Regions from separate parts of the Mus musculus genome. Here region 1 is linked to region 2. The links are chromatin contacts, called in public Hi-C maps. All regions are on one chromosome and are shown on one strand. The core of a region is the stretch at or near the end of the contact, and the rest is flanking DNA. Distances in the headings are between cores, read along the strand shown.

Region 1 (5,980 bases), core at 2,468-4,967, 250 kb before region 2:
TTCCTGTTTCCAAAGCAGATTCTGTATATTGCGGTCTCCCATATTTTTTTTCATGGTTTATTCATTTCTCAGTCATAAAGTTGCAAAATGTATTTCCTTGAAGCAAAAATTAATGATTGTTTCATACCACTCTTATGTGAATTAAGCCTTGGGGCAAAAGTCTAGGAGGTGCTGCTTTGTGATGTGTGTACTGTGCATTTTAAGCACTATGGTGTTTAATGTACATAGGCTGGGTTTGAATGGAGAGTCAGTATTGTTTGGAACCTAATCAGGAATCCAATCCTCTCTTTGAATCTCACTTTGACTTCCCACCAATATCCTGCTAGTCTTTACTTTTGTGTGACTTCTCTGAAAAGATATCCGTGAGAGACACTGACAGGAGACGCAAGAGTTTATAACACATCTACTCTGTTCATTCTTTTACTTCTAGGGTTGCTTCTGGGACCAGTCTCCATACAAGTGGAGTATAGATATTTAGCTCCCAAGTATTATAAGAATAAGTAGTAGTTTTGATGAATAACAATTTGCCTCTCTCTGGAACAGACATTATTTGCATTTCCTCCTTAATGAAAATGAAATTTTCAAAAATTTCTCTTTAATGATTCTCATTAATTATATTGGCAAAAATCCCTTCTAAGTTCAAAGACCTACCACCCATAACCCACAGAATCCCCAGCACACTGGCCTTACAACAACAGACACTTTCCCATGTTCCCAATGCAGAATAGTGGTGGCCTGTGTGAGGTGACATAGGGAGGGATCTGCTGCAGACCCCTCTGGGCCCCTTTGTCTGCGTGGAACGGGTCTCTAGTTGCAGGTGGGCAAAGCGTCGGATGAATTGACAGATGCACACAGGAGAGGTTGTGTAGAATTTGAATGCATTTTGTCAAATCGAGCATCAGACTTTTTATACAGAAGGCAATAAGGAAGTTGGGTGACATACCCACAAGGTACAAATGAGGCTGCCGGATGCTTAATGACTCTTACACAGAACAGAGGAATGAAAACGCAAAGACTGGAAGGAACTGGGCAATAAAATTAACTGAGACAAAGTCAGCCCTATCTAAGGTCAGCTATAGTCTTAGAAGCCAGGTGTGAGGTCTTTTCACTCCTAGGCCAAGGGCTTTCACACCCAAGTCATGGTTCTAACTAGGGAGTTCCGTTCTAGCTAACCATCTCATGAATAATGCAATACTCTAAAACCACAGCCAGATCTACTTCCTAAACCATTGTAAATTCCTGTATATGGGTGTAACTCAGTTTCAGTTCTAAGTATCTATTCTGGTTTCTCCTACGGTCAGAAACTTCTTTCTTCCTTGGTGATGGTAGATTCCTGTGAAGGGCAGTGACCTAGCTTTTACTCAAAGTGGTAGTGTAATACCAGGGGCAGTACTGAATGTCACTGAATAGCAACATTCTTACTGAATTCCAAGTCCAAGGTCTTGCTCAAGGACATTCTAGGACTGTTGGAACACTGGCTTTAGCTATGTCAGAATTCAATCTTAAAAGGCACTTATAATACGGTAATACTAAAAGAGAGCACATGGATCCATACACTAGACTAACGCGGGAATGGAAAATTAATGTATGGGTTAGAGAGAACGCCAGACTCCAGGAGTGAGTTTCTGTGAAACTCTTTTGCTTTGTGAGTAGCTTCCAAGCCTTTCGGCTTGTCACACTGACTCGACCGGAGAGCGTGGCAGGCATCCTTGCAGTTAATTCTCAATACTGTTTCCCTCCTTCCTGGGGACTTGCCCTTCTCCATGCTGATCATTTTTCCATCTTCTTTGTGATTCCCTAGTTCAGCCGACTCACCTTTCTTAATGCTGTGACCCTTTAATACAGTTCCTCATCTCGTGGCAAGCCCCATCAAAATGTTTTTCGTTGCTACTTCATAATTGTAGTTTTGCTACTGTTATCTTAATATAAACAAATATTTTTGGAGACAGGTTTGCCAAAAGGATTGTCACAGGTTGGGTATCACTGACCTAAGATGAAACAAAGTAGGGTCTGTCCCCCACCTACCAGTCTACCCTTCTGCTTGCTTATAAAGTCAGGAAGCTGCTGTGTTTAACTAGCTATGAAGAAGCTTTCAAGACAGTTGAATTTCCTTTCCCTTGAGAAATTGCTGGGTCTCTATTCATCAGACTGCTTCATTCTTCCTGTGTCTTTTAGATCTGCTGGCCTCCTCATAGTCACTTAACTATGCCCTGTAGACAATAGACTGTTTTCTGAGCAGTCACTCTTTAAAGAACATGCATTTAAGTTGTCTTAAAGCCTTATGACCGATAGCTATACCCTCCTTCCTGCAATGAAATCACCTAACACTTCAGACACAAGACTCAGAGGATTACAGCTGTACCTGACAGGAAGGTCTCCCAGCTAAGGACCAGTTATCATAGTGATAGAAGCTGCCTTGCAAGCTTCCAAATGAGAGAAGCAGTAATGATCCTAGTTAGCTGTTAGCTAGTTCTGTGGCAGTGGACCACAGAAACGTCCCATATGGCGTGATATCCCTAAGGTGCCACAGTGCCAATCACATCTTGACATTAGCAGTAGTATAATTGGACTTAAAGGTTGATCAAGTAGACATACATCATGGATAGAAGCATGGGCTGCCACCCATGGCTTGTTAGGTCTTGCATCCTGGAGGACAGGCTAATGCCACCTTTCTAAACCATCATAAGTTTAACTGCATTCTGAAGACTTTTCCTAAGGTCTATACATACGTGAAACTCTTACTGCTCCTCAAAGTACTTCTTGCTGCAGCACAGAGAACGTTAAAAAAAACCTGAAACTTACCCAAATGCAGAGAACTGTAATCTGTGTCCAGACCCAATACATGCATCTATACCACATTTTCTGCATATAGTCATCAAGGACTGTTTCTGGATAGGGGCAGATCGATTATGAGAGTCAGAGGTCCAGGAGGTCGGCTGTGAGGTCGAGCAGCTTAGAGAGTGAAGGGAAGCTGCACCCTTAAACATGACTGACTGAGCAATGACAATGGCTCATGGTTCCTGCAGGGGGAGTCTCCTGGGTAGACAAAGATGTATGGGCACCTAAGAATGGCTGAGAGAGGGGGGAATTAGCCTTTCCCAGGGCTGAGTCCACTCACTATTCAAAGCTAACTCACACAATTATAACAAAATACTGCATTAATACATAAATTCCTGATGTCATGAAGTGGTGAAAAAGGAAAAGTAACATGACTCATTTTATAGGTAATTCTGGGACTTTACTCAAGGAATTATGAAAAGTGGGTCCTGAAATACCAAATTCTTGAAATAATAAACTAGCATCAGGAAATTATTTCATAAAGTTACTTTTCCTTCCCACGCTGGTTACTGTATTGCTTTGTTATTTTAAGGAACCACTAAGTCAACTTTTTTTTTTTCCAAGAAGAAGTAATATTAAAATTACAACTAGAAATGACTTGTAAGCCATATGTTTCTGTCAAAGGCTCGACTCATATCCGTACATCTCCGTTGTGGTTCTGGGATCCGAAACCAATCGCATTACCCATAGCATTTCTGCACATAAGGCTTCCTCCTTGCACCTTCCACTGTGGGTTACCATCCACATAACTCTCCAAACAGTAGAAGTCACCTAACCTGGGTTCTGGGATTTCCGTCGCACAGACTTCTGGGAGATGTAGTCCGCACCACTGTGACCACTGGGAGCCTTCTAGGAAATACCCTTCTGACTTCAAGTCTGTACTTGTGCCTCTTCCTCAAAGTTGGGCGGAAATGATATTCGGCTATCTATTCCAGTTGTCTCTGACAAGAAGGTTGGTCCAGTCAGCAGCGTAGCCTGGGGCTCTGTGTCAACGAGGTTGGTTCAGGAAGAAGTGTAGACTGGTGTTGGGTGCCAGGAGCAGGGTTCTGTCTTAGAGGGAGCGTTTGTGGGCTAGGTGGGAGGGCGGAAGCAGCTGCCAGGACTGGCTGTGCTGAACTGGCTGGGACCGCTGAAGCTGCAGTTTTGGAGTGAGGGGACTGGCCTTTTGGGATTGTGTCCTGAGTGAAGGTTTCCTTTAGAACACCGAGAGCAGCCCGAGTCTGCCTTGGTTCTCTGGTACACTGGAGCAGCTTGGTAGTGGGGGACTAGATTGCAAACTAATGGTGATGAGCTGACTACCTGCTCCTGAGAGAGTGCCAGAGCTCACAGACCTGCATTGCTGGAAACGCGCATCCCTGGCTGCCCCACTCTGACCTGGATGCTGCCAGAGTCCTTTGTGTCTTTAGAGTAAAAGGGTTTCTGGTCCCCGTGTACTCTGTAGCCAGCTTATAGCAATGGCCTTGAGGTCTGACTGTCTACAAGGCAGAGTGGGATCTAGAGGAGCTCACACAATGTTTCACCTTGAGGGCTGTGTTTTCTAAACTTTTGACAGGACCTCCATCCCTACTTTACAGTTGAAAATTTTTAAAAAAGAGAGAATGTCCGCTTGACCCACAATGGTTCCGGTCAACATGACATTATTCGGGCTTGGACTTGTTGAAGAAGTTTATGAATATTGTGTGTATTTCTGCCATTGTTTCTGTTATCTTGTAGCTTTGCTTCCCATAGTAATATGAGGTATAAAAGGGCGGTGAAAAATAAACTCGAGGCTGCTGGCTGCTCGTGGTATTGACCAGCAGTCCTCCCAAGTCTATTTCTTGGCTCTGCATTTTTTTTTTCCTGCCTCTCCTGACTTTAATCCTCACTCCACACACAGAGACTCTTTGACTCTTGGCACAACCTAGGAGTTGCTGCTTCGTGATCTGTGTTGTATGTATTTTAAGCACTGTGTAGTATAGACAGGCTGGTAGGGAATGGGGAGTCTGTATTGTTTGGAACCTGATCAGGAATCCATCGTTCTCTTTGCCTCTCTCTCATGTTTACTTCCCATCAATGTCCTGCTAATCTTTAGATTTGCCCGACTCTCTGAAAATATATCTCTGATTGTCACTGTCAGGAGATGCAAGAGTTCTTAAAACATCTGCGCTGTCCTTTCTGTTGCTCTAGAGTTCCTCTAGGATTGATTTCCATTGAGTGGAATGTAACCATCGAGCTCCTGGTTATTGGAAGAATATGTAGTAATTGTTAATGGGTGGAAGTGTTCCTGCCTCAGGTCAGACATTATTTGCATTTCTTTCCCATTGAAAGTGAATTTTGCAAGTCTCTGATTCCCCTGCAATGTTTGCTGTTAATTGTACTGGCTATAATCCCCACAAAACGGTATCCTGTTTACAGGTCCCCGGACCTCCACCCCCAGGGTCTCACAGGAGATTGTACTCAAGACAGCAGACACTTGCCCATGCAGAATGGAGGAAGCCAGTGCTGGCCAACATAGGGAGTGAGCCCCGCAGTTAATTCTCCATTGTGAGCATGCTCTGATTCTCTCACAGAGAGTTGTTTTGGTCTTTGCTCTGCTCTGGGCTCCTGCCATTCTCCACATTGCTGGTTTTCCCGTGGCCTTGGTGATGCAAACATTAAAAAAAGTGTAATCTGCTTTTTCATACTTGTAAAGACAGGATCTTTCTCTACTAGCTGTACAGAAGGTTTCAAGACCTTTCAATTTATTTTTCCCTTGAGAAACTCCTATTCACCAAAGTGCTTCATTATGCCGGTTAATTTTGGAGATGTTCTGGCCTCTTCATTGCTGCTGAATTCTGCTCATTAGACAAAAGACTATTTTCTATTCAGTCATTCTTTAAAGAAGATATAATCTAGTTGTCCTATAAACTCTTGTGACAATAGCTATTCCCTCTTCCCAAGGGTGGAAACACCTTGCACTTCAGACAGAGGCCTCAGGGAATTGCAGCTGGATCTGACATGAAGATCTGAACAGGGACGAGTTGTCCATACAGATTTAAGGTGCTTTGCCAGGTTCCAAGGGAGAGAAGCAATCAATAGCCCTCTTAGCTCTTATACCAGTGGGCCACGGCAATATCCTCTATGTCATTCCAGCCATAAAGATGCCACAGTGCCACTCAATATC
Region 2 (5,562 bases), core at 173-2,672:
ATATCTCCCATATCTCAAGGTACATATACATACCTCTATCAGACTTACACCAATGTATTTTAAGCTTTCTTAGGTTAATGACATTCTTTGTTCTGTAAAACCATGAAATAGATTTCATGTTGGAGCATGGAATTTGGATTAATTAAACCTGTGTTCTCAGATCATGGCTACAAAAATGGCTCTGGACTAAACTATTCTCTTAACTCTTCAAAAGGACAACTATGCATTTTGCATGAACAGGAACCTACTATATGCAAATCATAAGTTCCCAAGTATGCCACAGGTTTTGAAATTTATCTTGCAGCCTTTCTAATACAGTTGAAAAATTTGAAGACTTCTTCCTAAAACTATTAAGGGTGCATCAGTAAACCTGAAAGTCACATTGAGGGACAGGGAAAATTTAAGAGAGTTCGAACACTGCCAATAATAGGAACATACATAAGAAAATCACATGATGAGACAATATCCAGATCCTGCCAGATTAAAGAGAACAATGTACAGAGCCTGGCAGATGAGCAGAGATATTTCCTCCTTCCCTTTCAGACTTTCCAGCTCCTCCCAGCGATCTTTCTCTCATCACACCAAGTCATCTATCTCTCACATCTGAAAAGAAGTCCAAATACTGGACAGAACACATACTCAGAACACAAACATACTCAGAACCGTTGAGGTATTACTGTCTAGTCATTTTTAATCTGTGTAAAATCCATAATTACATAGATTGTGCAAACACGGGATGTTACCAATTACAAGATTATTCTGTGGCTATACAGCCATGTATTGTGAGGAATCATGTCACTGAGATGTCTATTAGAAATTCCCACTCTAACCAAGGCATCCATAAATCTAACAATTCATTCCAAAGGAAAAGTAATTAACACCCCACACAACAATCACCGTCACAGGACTCTCTGTCCCTGGACACTAGGAACTTTAGAAAGCTGTGTGAACTCAAACAAGGAGTAGTCTCCAGGACATGACGTATAGGGGGCGGTAGATGTCCCCGTGTTCTGTATGTCCAGAGAATCTGACTACAGCCAGTGAGAATGGGTCAACTAGGCCGAGCACGTTTCCCTTTAAACATGCTTGAGCTCTGGTCAGCATCGCAGGCACAGGCAGTGTGCAGACCCTGCCTGCCCTTGCCATCCTGTAGTTTCTAACGTTCTCCTCATCAAACCTGTGCCCAGGGACAGTGACCCAGCCTAGGTCAGCACAGCATCTCCAGGTCAGCAGCTTCCTGTCTCACAACAAGCCCAAGCCGGCACTCTCCGTGCCCTACCCGCCACCCTGCACAGTCCCTCATATCTGCAAGATGGTGCTGTTCCCTGCACCAACCTCCATGTCAGAAATCCAAATGCAGCGCTCAACAGGACAACTGCACAAATTTGAGAAGCGACCTTTGACGAAAGAATATGGAAATTTGATGCTGACAGCACTTTCTGATGCCGTCACAGGGGCCGGGACTACATTTCCCACAAATCAATTGGAAGGACTTCCGGGAACCCACTGAAGAGGTTTTGTACACTGCCTGGATTACAGTCCACTGAGAGCAGGTGCACATGGACATGCACAGGGAATTTGGGCTCTTTTACAGTCCTTGGTCACGGCACGAAATGTTTGCCTGTGAGCTGAACCTTTCACATTAATCCCGCCTATCAGGTTTCCATGTTATCTCTGATAAAACATTTTGATTTAAAAACTCCGACCTACTATAGAATCTTATTAACAAATGGAAAATTCATGCTTTCATGATCTGCTTTATTTAAGAATGTGGAAGCAGGAAGTTAATGTAGGAGTGAGCATTATCTCTTTACGATTCTATTGAAACCATCCTAGTCGCTTAAGATAGAAGAATTAGAAATCAAAGCTAGTCACCAGCAGATGTTTTCTGAGCACTCCACTGGTTTTTCTCTTCTGTATGTCTCCCAAGGGGCGGGACAGAGTTACTGGGATCACAATGATGTGTGTACTAACTCTTTTTTTTCGAGGCAGGGTTTCTCTGTATAGGGTTTCTCTGGCTGTCCTGGAACTCACTCTGTAGACCAGGCTGGCCTCGAAATCAGAAATCTGCCTGCCTCTGCCTCCGGAGAGCTGGGATTAAAGGTGTGCGCCACCACGCCCGGCGTGTGTACTAACTCTTAATCCACTGTGCACTATAGGATTTCCCCCTGCCTTAGGTTTGATGTTCCTTATTGATTTTTCTGTCTCTGCACTGATCCTGTCATCGGTCATATTTGACAATATTTGAACATTAGTGTTATCTGTCTTGAATTTCCCTCACTTCTCCTAAACAGAACACTGAGATATTTTCTTCTTGAATACAAAGATATCAGAAATATTCATAATACTGTCTAATGAGATCACTGTATTAAAGGAGTTACACTGGAAACATAGAGTATTGAGAATTCATGTCTCTTCTTGGGAAGGTTTATTCTTGTGCAGTTCATGGTTGAGTCAAAGTTACAAACCCTGTTACAGAAAAGACTTCCTACTTCCCTGAATCCTAATGATTCAAAAAGAAGCTGTTTCAAAGAAGATACTGTGCCGAGTCCATATTTAATTCTTCTTTTCCAGTGAGTATGTTTATCCAGGAATGCAGAACGGCTTCCTCAAATTAGAAAAATTAGAGTCAAGGAACAATACATGTACCTGTACTTGATTGGCAAGTGTCATGACTGGTCTGTCCTCCTCCTGAATGCTGCAGTGAAGGGCATTGACAGAAACCACAAAAGTTAGTATTTCTGAGCATAGCTAGTTTTCCAATATATGTTATGTGTTGAGATCTGGTCTGTTGCTATGTATTGTAATGCTAAATTCTGTATCCAAGATCTAGTACTACAGCTGACTTCTCATATTTACATGGTTCTGTGGCACAAACCTTCATCCTTGATTTAAAACTATGGGATAAATCAAATTGGCTACAGCCAATTACTGGAGGGATTTGTGGAGGGCGGGTATTGAGTTACCTGGTAGGGGGTGGAGAAGAGAGAGAAGAAAGAGAGACCAGGACAAGGAGAAATGGGGAAAGAGGATGAAGATGCCCTGGGACAGATGGACCATGAGCCTGTGGCCAGGAGAAACAGCAAATATCTGGGGTAGAGCACTGGGAAGGTAGCCATGACGGCAGTTACAAGAGTAGATTAGTGGTTGTGTTCCAGTAATTGCCAAAGCCAAATGCTATAACCCTAGGCTGAGTTGAATTTATCTGTAAGCTAGTCAGTCATAACCTTAAGTACATTGTGCTACTTGTGTGTATGTGTGTACATGTATATTTGTATCTGCTACATGCAAACCTACCTAAGAGAGTAGTCATTCATAGGAGATGCGCTCATCCTTGAGGATACAGCATAGAGTCACGACTCTTCTACTGTCTCCATTTCTTTGCATTTTGCCTGTGTAATTCAATAGGGGGAGTAGCTACCGTGGTATAGTCACAACCTGAAGATTTGATCAAAGAGGAGGCTCATTCAGCACACTATTAGGGACCCAGGCATAGTTATGGAAATGTCTACTGGAGCTAGAGTCTCAGGACTAATATGTTTGTTTAGGCCATGTTCACCATTTTAAATATATTGCCTACTATAATTTTTTTACATCTTGATCATTTAATTTTCTCTCTTGGGAACAATCCCTAGTATGTGTCATGTTTAGCGAAATCACTTGAATATCTGTGCTTACAGGCTAAAGAGATTGTTCAGTAGTTAAAAGTAATTAATGGCCGGGCGTGGTGGCACACGCCTTTAGTCCCAGCACTTGGGAGGCAGAGGCAGGCAGATCTCTGAGTTCGAGGCCAGCCTGGTCTACAAAGTGAGTTCCAGGACAACCAAGGCTACACAGAGAAACCCTGTCTCGAACCTCCCCCAAAAGTAATTAATGTTTTATAGAAGATGAGTTTGTTTTCTAATATGCATATGGTGGCTCTCAAGAACATATAATAGCAGTTCTAGAGGATCAAATACCCTATTTTGACATTATCAGGCTCAAACATCATCAGGAATCTATTATAGAATAGATAGGCCCACAGAGAGACAGACAGACAGAGACAGATACACAAGTAAAATAAAATATATAATTAAAAAATTATGCTGCTCATGGTGCTACATACACTCAATTCTGTTAGTTAGGGGTCAGAGAGTTGTATCTCTTAGTTACTGGAGAGCCAGTTTATAGAGTGAATTTCAGGTATGTCAGTGCTATACAGAGAAACCCTGTCTGGAACAAGAACAATAACAAGAAGTAAAACCAAGGTTTCACGTTTAGAAAAAATAATGATATTTAAAAGGAATATTCATATATATGTATATATATATATACATTCATATATGGTTAAACAACTGCCAGTTTTCATTTTGAAAGATAGATCCTTTCATCAGTGATAAGCAAAAATCTATTGAAATACACCTCTTGCTATAGCAGTTCTTAATACTCCTAATGTCTACCATCCTGATCCTGTACAAATTCCCCAGATACATTACAGGTCCCGTCATTACTGGATACCTCACAGGGAGGTACATAAAATGTGCGGATAGTTTCATACCTTCTTGGAAGACATACTGACCTTGGCCAGCAGATTATATAACAAATGGTGACTTCATAGTAGTTGATCACTGAACATCACCGCATGACTTCATAATACATCCACATACTTCCTTCATTCCTCTCCATAAAATTAATTTCTACTGGTGTATATTGGGAAGTTTTTTCCTTACTTTACTGAAATGTGTCTTTTGTCTATCCTCACACCTCTGTGGTGGTTACTTTTTTCTGTTTTTAAACTCATCTACATGTGCTTTCAGGCTCTACCCTCTCCTCCAGCTCACCAAGGGCTATCTCAGTTTCCTTGCTAAACAAGCAAGGTTCACTTTTCCAGTGATGTAAAGACTTCGCAAATAATCATCAATCTTTGTAATACTTCATAGACTTATCTAAAGGCTTATCTTATAAAGATCATTTTAATTAAGGTTCCCTCTACCCAGATTATCATAGCTTCTGTCAAGTCAGCAAATATTTACCAGCACACTCTCAGTGTGGTAAACCCTCTGGTTAATTGCAAGTTGCAATCAGTGAGTTTTCAGATGCTGGAGAAGGGGAGATATACCTGTCAGGGGACTAGTAGCAGAGTATTCAGAAAAGGACACAAAGCATCCACATTTGTCACCACATATCACACAGACACACACAGATACACACACACACAGATACAGACACACACACACACACACACATAGACACACACAAAGAAGGAGACAGAGACAGAGAAAGAGACAGAGACAGAGAAAGAGAGACAGAGAGAACTATCGAGGCCACACACTAATATTCTTTGCCTTTGAAACCTCTTGAGCTAGGCACCCACAGTTCAAGTCACCATCAGCGCCAAAGTCTTCCATATTCTTACTAGCATTGCCCAGTAAGCCCATCCTAAAGCACTCCACTGCTTTCCAAATCCACAGTCCCCAAATTCATATTCCTCCAAACCAAAACATGGTGAGGCCTATCACAGAAAAGAACCAAGTCGCTCGTACCAAGTTCTGTCTTAGAGTTTCATTTGTGTGGAGGGACAAC

What was found. Hi-C and Micro-C count contacts between places; a contact is called where the count stands out from the background.
Region 1: a Hi-C map of liver shows a contact between it and region 2, with 6 times the contacts expected there. The contact joins the promoter of Zfp456 here to the promoter of Zfp759 in region 2. A contact is called at or near these places in 7 of 39 promoter capture datasets (3T3-L1-derived adipocytes, the C10 cell line, hippocampal neurons and 3 more), 5 of 484 Hi-C or Micro-C datasets (cerebral cortex, cortical neurons, granulosa cells and 2 more), 5 of 115 datasets of contacts at active chromatin or transcription factors (astrocytes, embryonic stem cells and stem cell-derived neural progenitor cells) and 4 of 9 other capture datasets (adipose tissue, liver, macrophages and 1 more).

The regions. Positions count from the first base shown.
Region 1 is chr13:67,373,500-67,379,479 of GRCm38.p6, reverse strand. Zfp456 (zinc finger protein 456) reads left to right here and starts at 3,717. Exons shown (of 4, transcript NM_001001186.3): 1 at 3,717-3,790.
Region 2 is chr13:67,124,088-67,129,649 of GRCm38.p6, reverse strand. It overlaps Zfp759 (zinc finger protein 759), which reads right to left and starts at 1,422. Exons shown (of 4, transcript NM_172392.3): 1 at 1,336-1,422. The coding sequence starts at 1,341.